2 separate regions of the Rattus norvegicus genome follow, and region 2 is linked to region 1. Evidence: chromatin contacts called from public Hi-C data. All regions are on one chromosome and are shown on one strand. The core of a region is the stretch at or near the end of the contact, and the rest is flanking DNA. Distances in the headings are between cores, read along the strand shown.

The links. A called contact is a pair of places that touch in the nucleus more often than the background predicts.
Region 2: a Hi-C map of the A7r5 cell line shows a contact between it and region 1, with 2.3 times the contacts expected there. The contact joins the enhancer-like site here to the promoter of Fn1 in region 1. A contact is called at or near these places in 4 of 12 Hi-C or Micro-C datasets (the A7r5 cell line, the Rat2 cell line, hepatocytes and 1 more).

What each region holds. Positions count from the first base shown.
Region 1 is chr9:80,711,299-80,718,847 of GRCr8, reverse strand. It overlaps Fn1 (fibronectin 1), which reads left to right and starts at 4,711. Exons shown (of 46, transcript NM_019143.2): 1 at 4,711-5,070; 2 at 6,191-6,319; 3 at 7,083-7,220. The coding sequence starts at 4,920. LOC102554186 (a long non-coding RNA gene) reads right to left here and starts at 2,784. Exons shown (of 6, transcript XR_357093.5): 1 at 1,346-2,784; 2 at 785-903; 3 at 1-140. It also overlaps a transcript of LOC120094699 not described here.
Region 2 is chr9:80,818,572-80,826,120 of GRCr8, reverse strand. No RefSeq gene overlaps it. Among named protein-coding and RNA genes, the nearest start is that of Fn1, 110 kb to the right of the region's middle. Within about 2 kb of position 3,305, at least 15 of the 93 cell types and tissues checked have an H3K27ac peak or open chromatin away from gene starts, as enhancers often do. A contact at or near this core is called in the A7r5 cell line, hepatocytes and liver, where this site is marked.

The DNA of each region.
Region 1 (7,549 bases), core at 3,462-5,961:
CTGGTTTGTGAGGAAGAGAGGACAATGGGACTTTCCTGTAAGCTCTTGTTGGGGGCTGGTGCCACAGCTTAATGTTGAGAGCACAGGCTTAGCACACTTCCGGCTCTGGGTTCCATTCGCAACTCGGCAAAACAAGACAGCTGTTGGTAGGAGAGTGAGAAACTGCAGCTTAGATTAGTGTTTAATAAAGTCTACTTACTTACTCTCTTCTATTAGGCTATTGGGATGTTACGATTCTGTGCATGGGAGCAATGCCTTCCTTTTACATGTTTTAAGCAGTGATTTTAAATGTCCATTTCATGCTAGTAAAACTTTCATAGCTAATAAAACAATATATTGAATTGACCTAGGATGTGATTCAGTATCAATTTTGAGAGGACCATATTTTTGTCTTCATTTCTATAATTCAATTGTATATGACCTTAATTTTTTACCACTAAGCACCAAGAATGACTATTGCCACCTCTACCACAATAGTCTACTACTGGCATACATCTTTACTTAAAGCACAATATTCATGGTTATTTTTATGCATCTGATTCTACCTTAATGACTGGTTGCATACGAAACATGCAATATGTAATTTGTAAGTATGTGGTGGTAAAAAAAAATAAAACTAATTTAAATATGAAAAATATTTCAAGTTTTTTTTTCTTTTGTGTCATTCTTCTAAAACAAATTGCCAACATAACAAAATTGGACTTCAAATCATGTTGCCAACATAAGATAAAGCCAAGATGAAAAAAGAAACAGCAATTAATATAAATAAAAGTTTCCCACCCACATGTTGCCTGTCTTGGGCAGTGGAGACAGTCTGAAGAAGTGATCCAGCTGCACGGTAGTTCTCTCTGTTTTACTAGATGAAGTTGACTCCTTTGCGAAGCCTTTGGGAGTTACATCATTCTAATGAGAAAAGAGCATTCCCGTTAAGGAGCAAAAGGCATAGATTAAGACCTTTTAAAGTGCTGATTTTTTAAAAAAAATTTTTTTAAGGTATCTTTAAATATAAATAAAATGCTTATTAAGTTAAAATTAGCCAGCTTTCATGGTGTAATTTAAAAGCTGTTATCAAATATTTGCTCCCTCGTTGCAGGCTTCCTCTGGAGTCTGAACAAACTGCTCCTGCACTCTCTCCACACGGGCTGCCCACGGGACAGCTTATGTTTTTTCTGCACCTGTGCTTAATGAACAGCATTTCTGCAAACATGGCTTTTTTAAGGAGAAAATGAAGGAAGGATTTCACAAAAAACCAAAACCAAAACAACACACTACCCCCCCCAAAAAAAACCCAAACCCCCTAAAAACCAAAATAAACAAAACAACTGTAATCTTCCATCCAACTTACTGATAGAAAATCAGGACATTCATACTACAGGGTTCGGAGGCTGAAAGTTTCAAGTTCACCCAGCCAAAGACTTCCGGTGGCAGGACTGAGAGAGTGACAAAAGGATAAAGGCCAAAGATTTTCAAGGGAAAAAAAAAAACCCCAGCCACTGTCACCCAGTTGTATTCTTTGAACTCTAGATGTTCTTATCAGGGGTTCCCCTCCCCCAATAGGCAAGCAATTTGGTCAGTAGAGACACTAACTATAACGTTTATTAGTCTTACCCTTAAAACGTATCCCATGGGCTGTTTCTATTGCAGTCCTGAGTGAATGGGTCTAATAAGTGATCTTTGCTCTTCTCCCAACTATGACTTACACTCAAAAGAAGTCAATCCAATTCAAATACTATGCCACACGCACTCTTAATCGTCTCCCTCCAACAGCAAAGTATCTGAAGAATGTACCCCACAAATGCTTGTGCTCCCTTTTCCTAGTGAAACTTTAAGGTGTCAGAAACCCTGGGAAAATTCTGCCACCATGACAGTTACAGAGGGAGGCGAGGTGGCACTGCCCTTCATGGTTAGTTGTGTCTTTGGTCACATTCATACCCTCACACACAGACAGCTAGTGCCCCAAGGAGCCGATGGGGGAAAGGAAAGCCACCGGTATACTGAATTCAGGCCAACACCCCCCTAGGAAAAACTAAGAAATGAGGACGTTCTGTTGCTGCAACCTAGGATCAGGTCTTTGAAATAAAACCAGAAAATGCTAAAGTACTACAAACAAAAGGGCCAAACAGACAAACAAAACAACCCTCCCAAAACAAAACAAGCCGACAACAGCAACAACAACAAAAACACCAAAACAAACCCCCAAAAGTTTGGTGAGATATAACTTCGACTTATTCCCTAGAATTAGAGTTACAGATGCTTTGTGAGTGGTCATGATCATGTGGTTGCTGGGAATAGAACCCAGGTCCTCTGGAAGAGCAGCCTGTGCTCATAACCATTGAGCTGTCTCTCCAGTGCCCTGACCCTCAACTGTAGTCTTTAAGATTTAATTATCTCTGAGCTAGAGAGAATCGACTTGGAATTGGAAGTGAAATGGATGTGGAAGGATACTGTAGCAAGGCTGGTTTACCTTAATTAAGAAAATGTCTCCATGTCCAAAATCAAAACCAAAATACAGCTTTCAAGTAAAAGCATTTCTATAAAATTCTGCCAAATATTTTTGCTTGTGGGCCACAGGAGATATTTTCTATGGGGCTGAAGGAGAAAACTTTCTTCTGAAATGTAAAGTGGGTTCCCCGCAAAGTTCTGTAATAAGTATATTATTCTAAAGTATTTTGAGTATGGTAAATATACTGAACTATCATGTTTTTGTGACAAAATTCTTTTCTAACCGCTTATTTCCTTCCTCCAGGATCTGCCATATTTGTGGAAAGCCGTCCCCTCAGGTTTATCTAGCAAGCATCCTGATTTCCAGGTATCCTTCTCTCCCCTGGAGAGAGCACTTCCCAGAACTTCACTGTTTTACAAGGAGCCCTTTTATATCTGAAAGAGAAAACCGTTTTGTCAAGGGATGATGAGAAATTCCAAAAAACTAAGTCAGACGGGATTCTAAATTTGGGGGAATGTATGGCATTCGTTCAACCCCGAGTGTTGGTCACAAAGATTCTCTACTTATTTTACACCGCTTGTAAGAAACTGGTATTCGTTGTGGGTTTTCTTGTTTTTAGTTCTTTACATCAATAAAAATAAATGTTAATTTTGCCTCTTTAATGTGTTGAGGATTTTATAAAGCATACAAATTCAAATTATCCTTACAGCGGAACTTTTGGCGAAAACAAGAACCTGGTACAAATAACATATTTTGCTGGTAGCTTTAATGTGTTCTCAAAGCAAATGAGACCACGTGCCTAACCGAAGGAGAAAGCCAAGTTTGGAGTTCAGACCTGCTGCTTTGAAAATAGTGGGCTTCTCATTTTGAAGCACAGCAACTGGGCTGTGTGTGTCTGAAAGGTAAAAAAAAAAGAAAAAAAAAAAAAGAAAAAAAAAAAAAAAGACCAACGTGTTAGAGCTGTGAGCTTCAGGGGGACGTCTCCTATCCCCGCTCCAATCTCAGTAGTGTAGAAAGTCCGGAGAATTTCCGGAGACTTTTCAGTGGAACTTTATACATTCTTGGAGCAGATAACAATTGAAATCTAAAAAATCTGGCGGCGAGGGAGGGGGTGGATAGTGGAATTCTGCCATGACTGTGAAATCTGAAAAAAAATAAACGCCCAGATACATGCAAGGGAATTCCGGGGAAGGCTGGAGGAAGGCAAGACATAGTCTTTGTACCCATCCCCACCCCAGCTCTCTTTCAGAGGCCACCTAGGTCTCTGCTTTGAGTGCAAATGGCCCAGTGAACGTGGCGTGGACCTAAAGCTACCCGCTCTCCCCAACTTCATCAGCCAGTTCAAATTTCCCCCCTCTCAAGCTGTTCACCACAGGCCTTCTAAAAGAAACGGGCACCCCAATCCCAGGAAAGGAAAACTTTGTTTCATGACTTAGAAAGGAAACTTTCTGTTGCTTCATCTTTGCAGAGAGACTTGGTCTTGTGAGTTTGCCCGGAATCTTCAGGGCGCCGTGCACAACCCCGGGCTGTAGAAGCTCAGGGAAGGGGTCACCTTTGACACGCGCTCACCCTCTCCGGGGCTCTCCCTCGAAACCAAGCAGGTACTGCATGGAGAAACCGGGGTCTAAGCCTACCTAACACCGAATAGGCGGCGCCCGGGACCCAGGAAAAGCACCAGGAAGAGCCGCCCTGCCCCGGGGCTGCAAAAGTGAAGTCTGGATTCCTACAGGGACAAGGTAGTGGCCACTTAACGACTTTTTCCCTTCCCACAAAATACACCCCGGTGAGCACAGACTTTTCTCAGAGGTGACGCAATGTTCTCAAACACCACCACGGTCACCAATTTAAAAAAAAAAAAAAAAAGGAAAGAGACGAGGGGGTAAACCTGTCCCCTACCCCCAGGCTTCAGTCGGCTCCAGCCCCTCCCTCCCTTTCCTCCGAGTCTACTTCACTTTACAGCCGTTTCCCATCCCTACCCCCAATCCTCCTCCCAAAAGTTTGACGACCGCAAAGGAAACCAAAGGGGGGGGGGAAGTTCTCCAGTCCCAGACCTGGCGGGAGATCAGCATCTCTTTTGTTCGGGGCGAACCCACCGTACCCCGTGACGTCACCCGGACTCCGGGCCAATCGGCGCGCGGTCGGCCGCGGCTGCGGCGGCAGGAGGGGCGGGGGGAGTCGGACGGGACCCTCCTCCCCGGCGCGCAGGGCCTCGTGGGGGGGCGGGAAGGGACTGTCCCATATAAGCCTCTGCTCTTGGGGCTCAGCCGCTCGCACCCGCTGCACTGCACAGGGGAAGAAAAGGAGCCCAGGGTGTGAGCCGGGCCAGCGGCCACAACTTCTGGTCCTCTCCCGTGTCCTCCTTCCATCTTCTTACAGGCGTCCCCACCTCAGGACTTTTCCTGCAGGCTGCGAGGGGAACCACACTTCGTGGCCACTAGCCTCCTGGAGAGGGCGACTCTCCTCCCATCCACTCAAGATGCTCAGGGGTCCGGGACCCGGGCGGCTGCTGCTGCTAGCAGTCCTGTGCCTGGGGACATCGGTGCGCTGCACCGAAACCGGGAAGAGCAAGAGGCAGGCTCAGCAAATCGTGCAGCCTCCGTCCCCGGTGGCTGTCAGTCAGAGCAAGCGTGAGTACCGACAGTCTGGCTGAAACCGGCCGGCACCAGGGATGGGTTGGTCCTCGGCTCCCGCAGAAGTTGTGGCTAAAGTTTTGCGCGCGTGCGTGGCTGTGCGAACGTATGTGAGTGCGCGCTTTATTGAAGGAAACCAGCTGTGGACACAAAAGGGCTTATGTTTGAGCAGGCTGGTTGCGGGTACAGTGGAGGCAGGGACCATCTGTCCTTCCCGTCAAGTGCGCTAACAAATTCCACACCTTCAGTTCGCCCTTCCGGGAACCCAAACTTGTGAAAGAGAAAAGAAACATGAACTTAAAAATTTTACATCTGAGATTAGTGTAGTTCCCCGATCCTTATTTTCCTTATTAGTAAATAGTTGGTTAAATATTTAATAAATGGGGAGGAAGAAAAGTATCTAAATAGGTAGTTTCTTACCAACTGGAAAGAGATGTTGTTAGCTCAGTGCTTTGGGGGATACCTCAGGGCTCCCCCAAAAGGATTCTTCATTAAGAGCAGGGATATGCGTTTCTCTTCCAGATTTTCAGAGACCCACTCTTCCTTTAAAAGTTCTCCCTCCTTTTTTTTTTTTTTTCTCTCTTTTTCTTTTGGAGATGATCTCACACTGTAGCCAAAGCTAGCCTGATGTTCTCCAGGCTTGTGTTCAACTTGGAGCAATTCTCTTGCCTCAGCTTCTACAGAGCTGGGGTTTACTGGCATAGTCACCAGGACACCCAACTTAAAAGTTTCCTTTCTTGTCTTATTTGATGTTGTTGCTGTTAAGATTGAAGCCTTTCATGATTTAAAAGTATTTTCTACTTTTTTGCCTCTCAGAATGTTTCCATTCTGCTGATGTAGTTCCCCTGACCAGATGGACATGACGTCATTGTATAACTTTTAACCATGTTAAAAGATAAGAAAAAAAAAAAAAAACCCTAAACGTCCATCTGCATAGACAATGCTTAAATCTTTGACTAGCTAGCTCCCACATCAAAATTTTAGGGAAATATTGCTTTTTAAGAGTTTTTGTGTTTGTTCAGGCTCACCAAGTCAGTTGGCAAAATTCAGTAACTTTGTAGGGGAAAAAGGGGAGGAGGGATGAAGCTGTCATAACTTTCCCCTCAATTCTTCACAGCTGGCTGTTTTGACAACGGGAAGCATTATCAGATAAATCAGCAGTGGGAACGGACCTACCTAGGCAACGCCCTGGTTTGTACCTGCTATGGAGGAAGCAGAGGTTTTAACTGCGAGAGCAAGCCTGAACGTAAGTGGAAGGCAGTCTGGTCCCTGGCAGAAATGATGCTTTAAATAAAAACACATTTGCTCTTTCCTCCACCCTGCTAAGAATCACTTGTAATTCTCTCTTAGTAAAACTTCTTCTCCTGGCTTTTCACGTGCTCTAAAACAAATGCAATCCAAATTAGTTTCCAAAGCCTTCATTTTTATTCTTTTGATTGGAAAATGAAAGGTTTTGCATGTCTCCCTTCAAAAAGAAAACTTATAAAAGTTTGCTTGTAAAGGCTTAATTTATTAGAAAGTTATCTCAGATCTCTGGCTCCCGATTATGGACCAGAAACTGCTTTGAAGCACTGAGTTGTAAAGTGATTTGTTAGCTGCAGTTTCTGAGTCTTCGAAGCCCCTTCATCTGCTTCTTGTGAATTACAGCAGGCCCTTCCGAGCGGCTGCTGAGGGAGGATACAGGGGAAATATTTCAGTAGGGCTGACAAAAGCCAACGCCTGCTGGGAAGAAGGCAACCTTCAAACTGTGTCCCTGTGACCCTTGAATTGATTTCCCTGGCTTGAGACTGGAATTCCAAATCTTTCCTTTGCAACTCAGCTGGTCTCAGGGTGTGGCTTTTTCCTGAGAATTCTTTACATTATAAATAAGAGAGCAGTGGAGAGCTTGCCGAAGGTCAAGAGCTCTGGTTCTGTTAAAGCCTAACTTGAAATTTGTCTCACTTTAGTTTCAATGTAGCGGTGTATGTATGTGAAACTCACACGGGACTTTTTTTTTTTCCTTTCCACAGCTGAAGAGACCTGTTTTGACAAATACACTGGAAACACTTACAAAGTGGGTGACACTTATGAGCGCCCTAAAGATTCCATGATCTGGGACTGTACCTGCATTGGGGCTGGGCGAGGCAGGATCAGCTGTACCATTGCAAGTAAGAAAGGCCTTGGGTGATATGATGATGGAGGTCACATATACACGTCGCTTTCTCTGTCCTGTCCCTGCCTCCATCTGTTATCCTTGTGACCAAACCCCATGTGGTCACTCAGCTAGCTCTTGTACTTCTGAATGATGGATCTAAACAGAGATGGAACTCCTGCTCCTCTGTGTGTGTGTGTGTGTGTGCGCGTGTATGTGTGTGTTTAGGTGTGTGTTTAGGTGTGTGTGTGTGTGTAGGTGTGTAGGTGTGTGTGTGTGTGTGTGTGTGATGTGCCAGTGGAAGATCTCTTGGTTCTTTTCAATAAGATATGCACAAGGGATGTA
Region 2 (7,549 bases), core at 2,056-4,555, 110 kb before region 1:
AGATTGCTACATCTCATCTGTCTTGCAAGTCCCTGCATCTGCTCTCCCTTGTGTCTGTCGACTCTGCCTTCAACAGCTCAGTCTTCGCAGGCTGAGCATTCCTCGTAGATAGCATCATTGGCTTTAACGTTTAGGGCTCATGGTCACGAGTCTACAGCTGTCTGTTGAAAACCAGCTGTTTGGCTGGAGGCTCTCTGGAGCCAGATGCCTTCTCTTTATGTTCATTTAGAACCTCTAACAAGAAACGAAACTCAACATTATAGCCACCACTGACTTCCCCAGGTCATCCATCTCGCCACATTTTGACAAAACGATGGCACTGTCATCCCGCTAGAAATTGGAGGTGATGTCCACCTATCACTAGGTGACATGTGGGAAGCACATCTTACAAATGGCTGCTCTGTAGCACCGATAGCCATGAGCTACATCAACACATAGCCACAGAGGTGTTGTGAGCCCCACGTGCAGAAGGGAAGCAATTCACCATGCTCTGCTGTGCGATAGCATTTGTAGACTACAAAGCTCATACTTAATAAGGCCTCATACTTTTCCACAGGTATGGAAGAATCTGGTTTATAAACCAAAATGCACAAATAGGGGAAGGGAGCTTTGTGGAGAGCAGAAAGTGGAATGAAGATTGGAGAAAAGGAAAAAGTAATAATATAAAAAACACTAAGAGGGGAAATTTGGCAAATGACACAGTCAGCTCAATGATGCCTTTAAAATCTGCTGTTAAGAGGACATGTACTCTAAGGCCATTAATCATATGAGCCATAAAAACAGGAAAAGTGAATGCCTACGTGGCCAATTACTATGATAGTTAAAATTCAGGGTTAGACTGCGGTTATATGATTATGAAAGTTTCGTTAATTAAATCAGGATAAATAATTTTCAGTTAAGAGAGTATAAATTATTTGATCACAAATGAATATTTCTAGAGTTTACTAAAGAAAGCCTGTGTCTGCCTGCAACATGGTGTAAATGTCTTTTTTCTTAAGTTTTTAAATTACATCTTTAATATATTTATTTTGTGAGCAAATGTGGGTACACATGTTCCACAAGGCACATGGGGAGGTCGGAGGTCAACTTTAGAGAGTTGGTCCTCTCCATCTACCACCACCAGATCCTGAGGATGGAGCTCGTTCCTCCAGGTCTGGTGCAAGCATCCTTACACAGCGAGCCGTTCTACCACCCCATGAACTTCTTTATTACCGCCTGCTTCAGTGAGATGTCATGACATGGTGTCGCATCTCAAAACATGGCACCAGACCCAGACACATCCCATGACATCATACAGCTTTTTCTAGATCTAGACATGAAAAATTAATAGGCAGAAACTTGAGGGGGGTTAAATTGTCAACTTCAATTTAGGGAAACTAAGGCATGATCGAAAAACAGATATATTTTATTTTCTGCAAGACTAAGTCAGTGTGAAAGTGCTACCAGTTGCCGCTAACAGGAACAAAAGCCAGTAGTTAAACTAGCCAATCTCTGAGCGTGCCTTTCTGAGTCTTTGGTACATGCTGGTTAGTGACACAAACTCCTAAAACTTCAAAGGATACCATGGCTTTCTGGCTTAAGTGTTTGTGATTGTGGGAACAAGTCACAGCTTTTATCTATCCCAATATGAAAAGTAGAGAAAGATTTTTCTGGTGGATGTAGAGCTGAAGTTTTTCAGCTGGTTGCTATGCTCTTCTGTGGGTTTCAGTGTCGTCGAACAGAGAGTACTTGCGGACTTCCCCCCTACCTCTTCCTAATCATTTCAGCTCCGTTTTCTTTGAACCAACAAGCATATGCAGCAACACAAGCAAAGCCAGCAGCAGCACCGTGTGGGGAAGAGACCGAGCTGCTGGAGACAGTTTTCAGATCAACGGATTTCTTTCTCATCATCTTCTTCACGTTATTGCCGTGTGTGCTGAGGTTCCACACTTCTGCTTCTTCATTTGAGACTTTTTACTGGGGAGGCTGGAGAGAAGGCTCAGAAGTTAAGAGTGCATGCCGCTCTTGCACAGGACCAGAGTTAAGTTCCCAGCACCAGGGTCAGATAGTTCACAATACCTGTGACTCCAACTTCAGGGGGATATGACACCTCTGGCCTCCTCAAACACCTGTGTTCATGTGCACTTGTCTGTGCACACACACAAGTTTTTAAAAAAAAAAAAAAACAACTTAAAATTTCCTGGGCTGATGAGACAGTTCAGGGTGTAAGGGCATTTGACTCCAAGTCTGATGACCTAGGTTTGACCCCCAAGACCCACATAATGGAAGGAGAGAACCAACCCCTGAAAGCTGTCCTCTGATCTCCATATATATGCTGTGGTACACATGCACACACCAACATGAACGCACATGCATGTGCACATGTGCAATAAACACATGTAATGCAATTTTTATCAATACATATTGATTGCAGACATTAATGGGGTACCGTGTGGCATTGGGTTCATGCTGACAGTTGCTTCCAGGCACACCCCTCCCTTTCGCTCAGAGATGACAGTGTATGTGTTAGTCTGCTTTAAACCTCATGGGAACTTCTGCAAGCCTATTCACACAGGTGGAAGCAAATGCTGCCTACTTAAAATTGACAGAAGGTTTAGTTTGAGGGGTTAAGAGTAAGTTATCGCACTGATAGTATATTTAATTTCTACATAAGGTGGAATGATTGATGCCCTGGGAAGTAACTGCCGTTCTAAGGAGTCTCTGGGTTTTCAAAGAAGGCAGGACCTCTGCCTGTAAGGAATTGGAGAATGGTAAATTCCAGACTCTGTAGATATAAAGGATGGGTTTTAGCTAGGAGGAATGGGGAAAGGTAGGGGACATCCAGGAATCTCCACCTAAAGCAGCCGCATGCCACCAGAACTGTCTGCCACTCAGTTCAGCCCAGGTTCTATAAATATTGACCTGGCATTCGGGAAAATACCCAAAATAAATTGTGACCATACAAATTCTAATTGAGTGTGTTGACACACTTCCTGGACTCCCGAACCCATATCAAACAGTTAAGGCTTTGTCTTACATTCCTGTCTTGTCAGGTTTTACAACATGGGGACTCTGCAGTTCTCAGCACACCGGTAGAGACAGCGTGGGTGTGTACTTTACCTCTTTAGCTAGAAGTCCTGACTGTGATTTTACATCTCTTGATTGTTGTTAATGAGGACTACAAGTGTTCATGTTTCGAAATCTCACTGGAAATAGCAAGCTATGAATGGCTGGCACCTGCCCAGACTTTTGGAACAATCACGCACTTTGACTCACTGGGATCCTGTTTCACCCAGTCTGGATTTTAAGCTATAAATCTAGGCTATTGGCCTTATCCCAGAGTGTTATGTCACCATATTTGGGCAAAGACTGAAGTGGGTCTAACATATGCCTCTAGACCAGCTCTTTATAACTGAAAAACAAAACACATTTCTCAGAATGCTAAATCTTATGGGTGGTGTACATGACATAAGTGAATTAATTTTCATGCAATCATATGTTTGAGGGTGGGGACCTAAAAAATAACAATGTATTACAAGCTGTGTGTTGCTCTCCCCTAACTGATGTTCTTGAATGGAAATAGGCAGCTACTTTGAGAACGAGTTCAATGATGAAAATAATGCCGTATCTCTGCTTAGTATCCTACTGATGTGTGAGTTCCATTCTTAGGGCAAGAGCCAAGGATGCAAAATAAACCAGCTTTCCCAGGAAGTGCAAGGAGCAGTCCCTTTTGGTGCCGTGACCCACAGATAGTCTTCCTCGAATCTCTTCTGGTATGAACGGAAGCCCATCATTTAAAGAATATTTATTAAGTCCTTTCTATGTACAAATTTCTCAACTGGGTGCTGGAGAAGAGAGAGTGGGACAAGATAAATATGCCAATCCTTGAGGAGCTCGGTCAGGTGGCAGTGACTAATGCTAAATTAATATTATCATTTTCTGAAATATCTATATATCTATTATATATATATGATATGTGACATGTGATGTGTGACATGACATGTGATATATGATATATATGATATATTTATCTATTTATGTTTATTTATCTATTAAAGATCTATAAGAGACAATTAATATAAGAGACAGTGGGTGGAGGGATCGTATACTCTTAGAGAGCATATATGACAGAAGTTTGATTGGAGGATCAGGGGAGACGTTGAAGTGGAGAGCAATGAGGTCAAAGCTGGTGAGTACTGGGGACGTAGGAGCAGTGAGGCTGGTGACCTGGGCAAGCACAAGATATTAAGGACTTCACAGTCACAACTATTACAACAATCAGGGCATGAAAGAAGGGTCATGACCTGATCATTATTTGATGAGCACTTGGGCCACAACGTGAGACGAAGAACTAGAAGGTTCCACTGAAGGTGTAGAAGGTTACCAATAAATGGATGCCACAGGCTAAAGAGGAGATACAGGTGGCTAGGATACAGGAATGGAAGAGAGAAAGCAGTTGGGTATGGCGTGTATTCAGGAGCTTTTATCTGGGGCAGGGAGAGGGGTCAGTGAGACACAAGGAGCAGAGACCCTGACTTTGACGGTTATCCAAGAGTACGCTAGAGAATGGCTTTCTCTTTTGAACTACGATGAGACATTTGGTGGAGGGGAGTGAGGAGGGTTAATTTTCGTGGCTGACATTTTGAAACACTGAGAAGACAGGTCATGCAGAAAACCTGACCCTGAAAAAGGCGGCTTAGAAATCCACAAAGTCCTCAGTTAGAGTTCCATGTGGGGGTCACTCGCTTGAGCACTTTAAATTTGTAGAATACAATCTAAGTGCTGCCTTTTGGATACCTTTTAGCGTTCTAGATGAAGACACTCAGTCAGGGAGGTCTTTCCTACGGGAAAAAATGTGAACTGTATGGACTGAAGAGGTTAGAACCTGACTCTTCCCCAGGTACTCCATTGCTTCTACCTGAGGGCCTTCCCACCCCTGGGGTGTCAGTTTTTTCTGCGTCTAAGTCTGTCTTACCAACTCCAGGTAGTTTTTTGGGTCTGACCAAAACAGGTCCACGCTCTATCCTCTCCTGGGAGTTTCACTTCTGTCTCATGGATACCCTAGTCTGCTTGGCTTGCCAGGACATATTACCATAGAATGAATGGTTCGAACAACACAAGTGTGTTTCTTCACAGTTCTAGAAAGTATGTGTCTGAGAGCAGAACACGTCAGATTCCCGTGAGAATTCTCTTCTTGCTTAACTAGACAGCTGCCTGTTCTCTGTGTCCTCGTGCAGCTGAGTTCTTTCTTCTTTTTATAGGATTAGGACTCTGCCCTGTTTGTTTCATTAGCATTAAATATCTACTAAAGACCCCATCTCCTGATGAAGTCCCACTGAGGTTACAGCTTTGACATATGAATTTTATGCAGACAGAAGTCATTCTATAGACATAGGGAACACTGGTACAGTTGACCACCTCTCCTGACTCCTACAGTGGAAAGCCAAGATATTACAGCAGCTGGAAGTCTGCTATGCTCTAGAAGTGACTCACATATTCTCTATTTTGAGTCTCCTAATTCACAAAAGAAAGTCAACACATACAAAACTATAATAAGATGCTTTTCTTAGGCCATACAAACTTCAGCATATGACTGAATGCAGTAAGGCATAATCTAACTTGTGCATTGACAATGATTAAGAAAATGTTTAAGGGACTGGACAGATGACTCAGTGGTTAAGAGCACTGACTGTTCTACCAGAGGTCCTGAGTTCAATTCCCAGCAACCATGTGGTGGCTCACAACCATCTGTAATGGGATCTGATGCCCTCTTCTGGTGTGTCTGAAGACAGTGACAGTGCACTCACATACATACAATAAATCTTTTTTTAGAAAAGTTTAAATCTAGTGTTAGGATTTTGCAGAGCTGGATACTGGTATCGTCTATGGGTCTTTAAATCAGTGTAACATTTTGGTGAGTATTTAGTTAGGCGATAGCCATGAAGACATTGAATTGATCGAACTTTGACCCAGTTCTTAGAACTTTTCCATGGGTATAAAGCCATGTACAGGATGTTTTCTTCCTCTGTGGCAGAGTTCTGACAGGGAAACAGAATTCACTACTCTAGTTGGAGTTAAAAAGTCAATGGACTTAGGAGAGTGTGGACGGGCTAGGTTGGTGTGTGGCCTACAGTTCTCTTGTCCTTATCTTCAGTGACTTGGATTGGAATCTCGAAATCACTCCTTGCAGAAAGAGTTACACCAGGGAACTTGCCAAACACTAAATATTCACCAGCTCTGTTAAGGGAGTGGGGGTGGACTAAAGTATGTAGCCTGGAAACAGAGAGGAGCCATTTCCTCCTCTAGGCAAAGGCAAACACAGTGGAGACATGACACAGAGTAAGATTGTCTTGACGGAAGAGATCTGTAACTTCCAGAAAGTTACACCTCTCCTCCTTGGAGATCAAGGGAGTGGATTCAATCTCTTTGCTCCTACCCCAAATCTGCCATGCTGCCTCTTGGCTCAACCCAGTAAGAGGCAAAGGTTCAACTTTTGATCATGGAGCACTGTTGGAAAGAGTAAAGAGAATCAGTATCAGACATAAAAAATAAGCATTATTCTTTATTTGAATATCCTCAAGTCTTGGGGGATTGTGTGTGTGTGTGTGTGTGTGTGTGTGTGTGTGTGTGTGTGTGTGTGCATTCAAATGCTGATTTCTGTACCTAGAGATCTGAGCACCGTTCAGACTTTGGTATTGCCATTATTACGAAGCATTTCCGGCCCCGTATTTTGTAAACATCAATTTCCATCATATTCTGCTTGCTTAATTAAGAGACAACCAGCCTATGACTGGGCAGGAGAGAATAGGCAGGACTTCTGTGCCCTGAGAGAGGCAGAGGGTCTGAGATGGGACCCAGGGAGGCTCACAGAGAAAGAAGGAGGCTAGGAGACCAGGATGGCAGGTACAGGGCCATCTGACTGGGAAGTAGGCCAGGTTAGTATAGTCAGGTTAGAATAGATCAGAATCTGCCCAGCTTAGTGCCTGAAGCTTTTAATAAATGTACGAGGTCTTCTGTCATTATTTCTGAGCTAGAGTGTGCATAGAAAAGCCCCATACTTTCACATTCAAAAATCAGTGATATCTTAGGCAGTGTTCTACTGCTGTGAAGAGACACCATGTCCAAGACAACTCTCATGAAAGAAAGCACTTAGTCGGGGAGGGGACGGTTTGCTTACTCTCTCAGAGGTTTAGTACAATAACATTATGGCGAGCAGAATGGCATGAGAGCAGCAGCAGAGAGCTGCATCCTGATTCTCAGATAACTGGACCTAGTATGAGCTTTTTTTTTTTTTTTTTAATTTTTTTTTCTTTTTTTCGGAGCTGGGGACCAAACCCAGGGCCTTGCGCTTGCTAGGCAAGTGCTCTACCACTGAGCTAAATCCCCAACCCTAGTATGAGCTTTTGAAACCTCAAAGCCCACCCCTAGTCACATACTTTCTCCAACAAGGCCACACCTTCCAATCCTTGTGATCCTTTCAAAGAGTTCCACTTCCTGGTGGGCCAAGCATTCCGATTTATGAGCCTATGGGGGCCACTCTTATTCAAACGTCCACAAGTGAGCTGTACAG